2 separate regions of the Mus musculus genome follow, and region 2 is linked to region 1. A link is a contact called in public promoter capture Hi-C data. All regions are on one chromosome and are shown on one strand. Each heading gives the region's core, a stretch centred on a gene start, on an enhancer-like site or on the middle of the called end of the contact. The rest is flanking DNA. Distances are from core to core; before and after follow the strand shown.

Region 1 (3,751 bases), core at 391-2,890:
TGCTAGGCCCCGGCATAGTCTCACAAGAGACAGCTACATCTGGGTCCTTTCGATAAAATCTTGCTAGTATATGCAATGGTGTCAGCGTTTGGATGCTGATTATGGGGTGGATCCCTGGATATGGCAGTCTCTACATGGTCCATCCTTTCATCTCAGCTCCAAACTTTGTTTCTGTAACTCCTTCCATGGGTGTTTTGTTCCCATGTTAAACTCTTAAGTTGTTCTTCACAGTTAAGGTCACAGTTCTTCCAGTGTTCAAGGCTGCTTGGAACTTACATCTTTATGTTTCTTTGCCAACTCTGTCTCTAGCCATGTTGTTGAATACTTCATGGTTCTGATGCAGACTTTGTTAGTCAGTTTTAGTCTGCTTGCCAGATTTCAGCACACAGCCTAGTAATGCTTTTCCTGTGTTTTACAAGAGTATGGGTTGGCAAGTTTTTGTTGTTACTGTTTTTGTCTTGTGTGGTTTTTTTCTTTTCATTTCAGTAGAGTCAACTTATCCTTTTTAGTAGTGTGTGGCTTCCTCTTCCCTTTAGCACCACCACAAGTCTCAACAAAAGGTGAAGCTGGACTCCTTTGAACGTTGTGTCAGACAAAGCACATCACTCTTGTAGTTGCTTACCAGCAAAGATCAAACTTGCTGGTCAGGAAAAATTCTTCCTTATCTTGGATTGTGGCCTTTCTGGGATTCATAGTATCTGAGGGATCAGCAGGTGTGTGCCCTGCCCCATAAGGGTCTTTATGGAAGACTGTGTCTAGACACCACTTCCATTGTAAGGGGCAGATCAGAAAGGTCCTCCTTTGCTTTATACATTTCTGTTTTCCTTACTATTAGACTCTGGATGTGTAGCTCCCATCCACATCTTCAAACAGCTGGCATCTAGCTTTTCCCAGTTTATTACCCAGAGATTCTTCTAACAGATTATGCTGGGATGCCCACCATATTTGATTTACATTTTTAGTTTTTTGAGATCACATAGGTGAATTCAAGAAAACTCAGTCTCCATGACACCATTTCCATCTTCTCAGAATTTTGATTTATACAGCGACTACACGTTTTTAAGTCTGTCTAGCCATATCCTCTTTCCTTTTCTTCCATAGCGTTTTCTCCTTGAGCAGCTAGGCAGTGGCTTTATGTATTAGAAGGTATTTAGTGTAATCTGGTGCTCTTCCTGGATCTAAGTGATAATGCTGCTTAATGTCTTAATGAATGAATATGCCATCTAAATTCATTCACTTTCACTTGACTTGAAGTGAAGCTTTGGGTTAGGATTACTTGTGCAGTATTCTAAATGTTAGTGAATGACATACTTGCACCATAAATTAACACAATTTTGTAGAACTTATTTGGGCTTTAAATTTTTTGGGGGGATACAAATTATTTCTTTTCTTGAAAGAAAGATTTAAACCAACTTGAGGGGTGCAAAAGGAAATTGTGGCTGAGAAATAGGAAGACATTTTTTGAATCAATAAAATAAGGCTAGTTATACTCCTGTCAGAGCAGTAGTCTGGGGTTGAGTGAGTGGTTTACAAAGATCCTTTTGTGATGACCAGCTCCTGAAATTCTGTTTCTTGGCAAATGGCTATGCAGTTGATGATCTTGCAAAGTTCCAGGAGAGGTGCAAAAATCAAGTTTCAGTTTCTCTTCTGAACCAACTGCCGAGTGCTAATAGAGCCTATTCTGTAGACTGGCTACAACTGGTTCGGGTTGTTAGATTGCATGGTTCAAGAACAAGAACTCACTTCCTTAAAAATGAGAGGTTATTTTTTAATTCTCATGAATGTTTTTCACAGTTGACTTTGCTTGTAGTCTGTTCAGACCATAGCTGTGTGGCTGGATGTTTTGTAAATATGGCATTCTTACTTTCTTTTTGTTGTCATTGTTTGGTTTTTTTGAGGCACGAGATCTACTGTAGTTCAGGCTGGCCTAGATTTGATATATACCTTCAGTTGACTTTGAACTCCTGATCCTCTCACCTCTACTTCCCAAGTGCCAGGATATATAGTGAACTACACTATATATCCTATCCTATCCTAATTTAATCATGTCAACAAGAAATGAGTTAGATAATTATGGCAGTATATCAACAAAAGAGAAGCAGGGTCAAGAAGAGAATCAAGAAATCATTTATCAAAACATGTTTTAGTATCTTTTATGTTAGGCATTGCATATATTAGGTATTAATTATATGTAAATTAATGGAATCCTTGCCTTAACAGAATTTAGAGTTGAACAGATGTATTTGCTCTTGGGATTTTTCAGTCATTCTTCCCTCCCATTGTAGTGGTGGGGATTGAGCCTTCAGCCTTCCACGTGGTGTGCCATAGCTACTCCACCATGAAGCAGCCTCCCCAGATCCTCTGAAAGTCATGCTTTTATTTTTATTTTTTGAGACAGGGTCTCTCTGTAGCCCTGGGTCCTGGAACTCACTATGTAGACCAGGCTAGCCCTGAACTAATAAATCTGCCTGTTCTTGCCTCCTGAATACTGGGATTAACTGCGTGTACCACTCTAGCAGGCTCTTTCAGAGTGTGTTAATATGTTTCTGTGCTCTGTGGCTTGGCCAGCCAGGGATGGAGGAGCATGGTTTTGTAAAACTTAACTTGGCCACAGATTCATTTTGAGTGGTGGTGGTTAGACTTCTGTTATAGACAAGAGTTCCTCTGGGCAAATTTTGTGAGAAGAATGAGTGGCTGTGGATGTTAGATCAGTGAGTAAGCATGTCAGTTTTCATTTTACTTGGTTCCATGGCCTTTATATTGAACAGTGTGTGGCTGGACACACTCTGTGAGTTGGGAGCGGAAAGGTAATAAATTTATAGGACATGCTAGTAGAAAAGATTGGGTCAGAAAGCTGCCAGCTCCTAAATGCTCCTTGGGAGCATTGAACACAGAAGTAAATCTAGTACCTGTTTTGGGTGGGATGAAGAAATAAACATTGCTGTGACTATGAATTTGGCATACAGTGAGCAAGACTTTTAGACCACTCAACCAGTTAGGTAGAATAGTGCAATGTGGACCCAAAGCTGGGCTCCCTGAATCCTAAGAGCTGACCCAGCTCAGTTTTGCTATTCGTGCCAGGCTCCTCTCATCATGTCATTCTGTGCAGCTGAGGCAGTCAATTCTTAGAAACATCAAATGAGTTCCATGAGCATTGAGTGAATAAACGAGTCTTGCCACCTGCAGACTAGCAAAGGTAGATGCTAAGGGAACATACTGAAATATGGTGGGAAAGGGGCTTGCTTAAGAAAGTGGAATGAAGTCTGTCCCTATGCTTTGGACTGGGTAGAACAAGATGTGTAAAACACTGGTTATGGGTGCTGGTAGGGAGACAAGATTTTTTTGGTTGCATCTTTCTGTTTGGGGTTGTGTAATCTCTGTAAGCAGTAATGTTTTGCTTAGTTTACTGTGGAGCAAGCACCAACTAAAAATGCCTCAGCTGGTGGCATGTGACCCTTTACTCTGTTCTAAAGATAGGTTAGTAACAAGAACAAGGTGAAATCCTTTACAATAAAATATATACTCTACACCATTTTTAAAAGATATTATTTCGTTTATCTATCTCTCTTTGTATATTGTGTGTGTGTAGGTGCCATAGTGCATGTATGGAGGTCAGAGAATAACTTGTAGGAGTCAGTTCTCTGTCCACCGTCTGGGTCCTGGGCATCAAACTCAGGTTGTTGAATCTGGCAGCAAGTATCTTCACCTGCAGAACCATTGCACTTGTCCCCCCTCCCCCTTTTTTTTAAAA
Region 2 (3,751 bases), core at 696-3,195, 90 kb before region 1:
AATTTAATTTAAAGTAATGCAGATATAACCCTGACCTTCCACCATGTGTTTTTATAGAATTGTATGCAATAGGACCCAAATTTCTGCATATAGAACTTCTTAGTAATTCTGAAGAAGCCAGTCAGATGGCTTTTGAAAGGTGTGTCATGGTGTTTAAAGAATTTGGACAATTACAATCAGCCTGTCACATGGGTAGGGTTCACCCAAATTAAACTAGACACAAGTAGAAAATATTTAGATTTTTTTAAAAGTTCATCTATACTGAATATGTACAGATTTTTTTTTCTTTTCATGTCCTAAGCAATACAGTATCAAAACTCATACAGCCTTTACAGTGTACTAGTTGCTATATCTAGATATGATTATGCAGGAGGACATGCATAGGATATACATATACATATATATGCCAAGTGAACATTATGATGGAATGGACTTGAATAGCCATAGATGGAGGTTCTGTGACCAGGATGCTGAGAGCAACTGTGCAGTATATATCTGTTAAGTTTAAACCCTGACTGAGGTACCTACTTAACATATTACAGTGCACCTGGCCTCCAGGTTCTCCCAGCACCCCTCAGGATGCTTTACATGGTATGGCTGGCAAGCCCTGCCCTCTACCCTGAAATCAAGCTGTGCTGCTTCCCCCCAGAGACTCTTCCCTATATAATCCAGACATTCTGGTTACCCACCCTTCCTTTTTGTACCTTTGGCCTCCCGACTGCTGCACTTGGTTCCTCTCTCTCCCTTCCTCTTCCCCTTTCCATCTTCCCATGGTTCAGGGTCAGTTCTAGCCTGGACTCTTCCAGCTATGTCCGCCTCTGGCTATGTCTCCCTTTTATCTACAATAAACTTTCTCCTTCACTGTTCCTGGGAGCAGTCATGTCCTTTTCTTTCCTTTTTCATTTTTCTTTCTTTTTCTTTTTCTTTTTCTTTTTCCATTTGAAACCCATGTAATTTCTACAGACTCCTTTGTGGTGGGAAAGGGGGGGTGAAGTTTGGGGGTGAGGTGTTTGGGAATGGAGAGAAACTAAAAAGACATCATCAAGGAACTGGGGCTGCATGTGGCTCAGTGATAAAAGGGTTGCTGGGAAATAGGAGGTGGGTCTTCGTCTTGATAAAAATAATTTTTGTTAAAATGGACTCAAAAAGAAGTTGAGAACCATCTTGTGGGCTGTAAATCTCAGCTGTGGCAGCCGGGAGGAGAGATGTAAGAAAAGGCCAAGAAAAGGTTGCAGGCTGGGCAACGGAGGTCTCAGAGCAGCTTGTGCGGGTGTGGGGTAAATGGGTGAGGGAAGAGCTGTCTTCTGGGAATAATGCCCGAGGTGTCATGGCAAGCAAGGTGGGCTTTTAGCCTAGTTTACTGGGCATCCTCCCTTTCCTTTGAAATTTTACATTTTAAAGAGGGGCAATTTGCAGTGCTTCTCTATCTTAAAATGGGTGTGTCATCAAGGAAGCAGGAGGTGGGAGGCCAAGCAGATTTGGACAGAGTCCATCCTCAGTGGTATCCGAGCCGGCTAATGCCTGTCGAAGTACCCAACAGATATATCTTGGTTGGTTGGCTGATTTATGAGAAAGGGTCTCATACACTCCAGGCCAGCTCTTAACTTTTGATCCTCTGGGCTCTCCACCTCCCCAGTACTGGAATAGTAGGAATGAGACACCAAGCCAAGCTAGAAAGGGTCCCAAAGCCCTGGGTTCGGTCCCCGACACAAAACCAGAAACTGAAGCCAGAGAAGCATCGATGAGCTTCTGTTTCAGGCCCTACAAAGCGGTTCCATTAGGGGCTCCAGCCTGAGGTCCTGCCTACTCCGCTACACGGAGAGAACATGCCGAGACTCAACTCCAGCCGCAGGGGGCGCTGTTCTGCTTTCCTGAGGCAGGAAGCGCAGACTCGCGTCCCTTCTGTGCTTGAGCTACAAGAAATGTCATTTCCGGGCCTGCAATGCACGCCACCGGAACCGGAACCGGTGGGTAGTAGTGGTTCCGCCAGGACCCAGATTGTAGGCAGTTCCATCCCTTGGTGACTTCGGACCGCAGCATAAACCTCAAACACCATCTCTATGCCCCCTCCTACATGCTCTGAAAGACCTTGTCTTCCCGGCTGTCCAAGAAACTGCGGCAGAAGTAGAGCGTCTGCTCTATGCCCATTCGCAAGGACCAGGTACATCCAAAGGTCCTCGAGTTCTAGTTACTCAAGGGCGTATAGCTCATGCACCTCGTTATCATGAAATCCTGCAGGAGTCACATACCCCGAGACCTCAGCAAGGCGGCAGAGTGACTGCCGACAAGCTAGACCAGAGCCACTACAGTGCATTGAGTCCCCTTTGCCCTTATCACAAGCAGACTGTCTCCAGGTACAGATCTGACCATTGTTTTAGGGAATGAAGTGAGATAAAGTGAGGGGCTTTGCGTATTGGATGGACATCTGATGGTTGAGAGGTAAATTAGTAAAAAATATAACGAGTGAAGTGGAAAGAGTGGCGAGGCCAGTGATAGGCAGGCCGGGCTGGGCAGTTCCGAGTGCGCACTGCTCTTACAGAGAAACTGAGTGTAGCGCCCAGCGCCCATGTCTGGCAGCGTACAACTGCCTGTAATTCCAGCTGCAGGGAGATTCCATGCCCTGGGCCCTATGGACACTGCAGTCATGTGACATACAGACGTATACACATCATTATACATAGGCCTTTAATCCCAGCACTGAGGAGGCATACAAATTAAGTTTGAGGCCGGCCTGGTCTACACAGATCCAGTTCCAGGATAGTCAGAGCTATATAGAGAGGCCCTGTCTTGAAAAACCAATATGAACCTGAAAATGTTTGCCTTATATAAAGGAGAACGTCAAGAGTCTTCAGGCCACCGCAACCTTGCAAATCGCTCTCCTTTGCAAACAAGCTGGAAAATTCATATTCTCTTCTTTCTCCACATATCCTTCCTGCTACTGCTCTGTTCCTCATTTCATAGTCCGGTTTCTCAAAAGAGTCGTCTCCACCTGCCAAGCATAGTGATCTATGCTTTAATTCCTGGCACTCAGGAGATAGGAGCATGAGACTCTCTCAGGCCAGCCTGGTTTACAGAGCAAGTTCCAGGACAGCAAGGAGACATTGTCTCAAAAGACAGACAGACACAAAGAGAGATAGACAGAGAGAGGACTACCCTGTGTTCCCATTCACTCGTGGATGCTCTCCAGTCTCATCCCTGTCCCAGCTGCTTAGGCTGGGGTTATCAGTAACCTGTGTGGCTAAATCCAGTGGCCACATTCATTGGAGGTGGCACCACCACCTCCATATAAGCATGCTTATGCTTACAGTTGCTGGCAACGTCTCAGACTCCTTTTCTGGGTATTTCTCTCCTCTGATCCCTGACTCCTGGAGTTCCAGGCCTGGGTCCCATCTATTATTTTTCTATCTATACACATATATAGCCTTCTATTCTCCAGGCTTAAGAGAAGTGCTCTGTGGTAGCAGTGCCCCAGTTTTTGGATTTAATTTGAGACATGGCATCACTATTTAGCTTAAGTTGCGGTTTCTGTTTGGTAACTGTGCCCTGCTGCTGAGACACGGGCTCAGACTTCTAAAGCACTCTTGGTCCTAACATTCCTGCTGCTTCTAAAATCTGATTTTCTTCTCAGCTTCTATATCTTAGTAAGTGACATATCTCACCAGATGTCAAGACTTGACATGACAACTCAGCCCTCACAGAGTGGGATCATCTCCCTGTAATCCCGACACTCATTGTCCTATTGTGACAAAAG

Evidence for each region. Capture Hi-C pulls out chosen DNA fragments and counts their contacts.
Region 2: a promoter capture Hi-C map of adipose tissue shows a contact between it and region 1. The contact joins two enhancer-like sites. A contact is called at or near these places in 1 of 15 datasets of contacts at CTCF or cohesin (the NIH/3T3 cell line), 2 of 484 Hi-C or Micro-C datasets (cerebellum and nephron progenitors), 3 of 115 datasets of contacts at active chromatin or transcription factors (CD8 T cells, PVALB interneurons and effector CD8 T cells) and 2 of 9 other capture datasets (adipose tissue and pancreatic islet).

The regions. Positions count from the first base shown.
Region 1 is chr17:26,752,016-26,755,766 of GRCm38.p6, forward strand. All of the region lies in intron 4 of Crebrf (CREB3 regulatory factor), which reads left to right. Among named protein-coding and RNA genes, the nearest start is that of Bnip1, 27 kb to the right of the region's middle. Within about 2 kb of position 1,641, at least 69 of the 459 cell types and tissues checked have an H3K27ac peak or open chromatin away from gene starts, as enhancers often do. A contact at or near this core is called in CD8 T cells, adipose tissue and effector CD8 T cells, where this site is marked.
Region 2 is chr17:26,661,231-26,664,981 of GRCm38.p6, forward strand. No RefSeq gene overlaps it. Among named protein-coding and RNA genes, the nearest start is that of Atp6v0e, 13 kb to the right of the region's middle. Within about 2 kb of position 1,946, at least 229 of the 459 cell types and tissues checked have an H3K27ac peak or open chromatin away from gene starts, as enhancers often do. A contact at or near this core is called in CD8 T cells, adipose tissue and effector CD8 T cells, where this site is marked.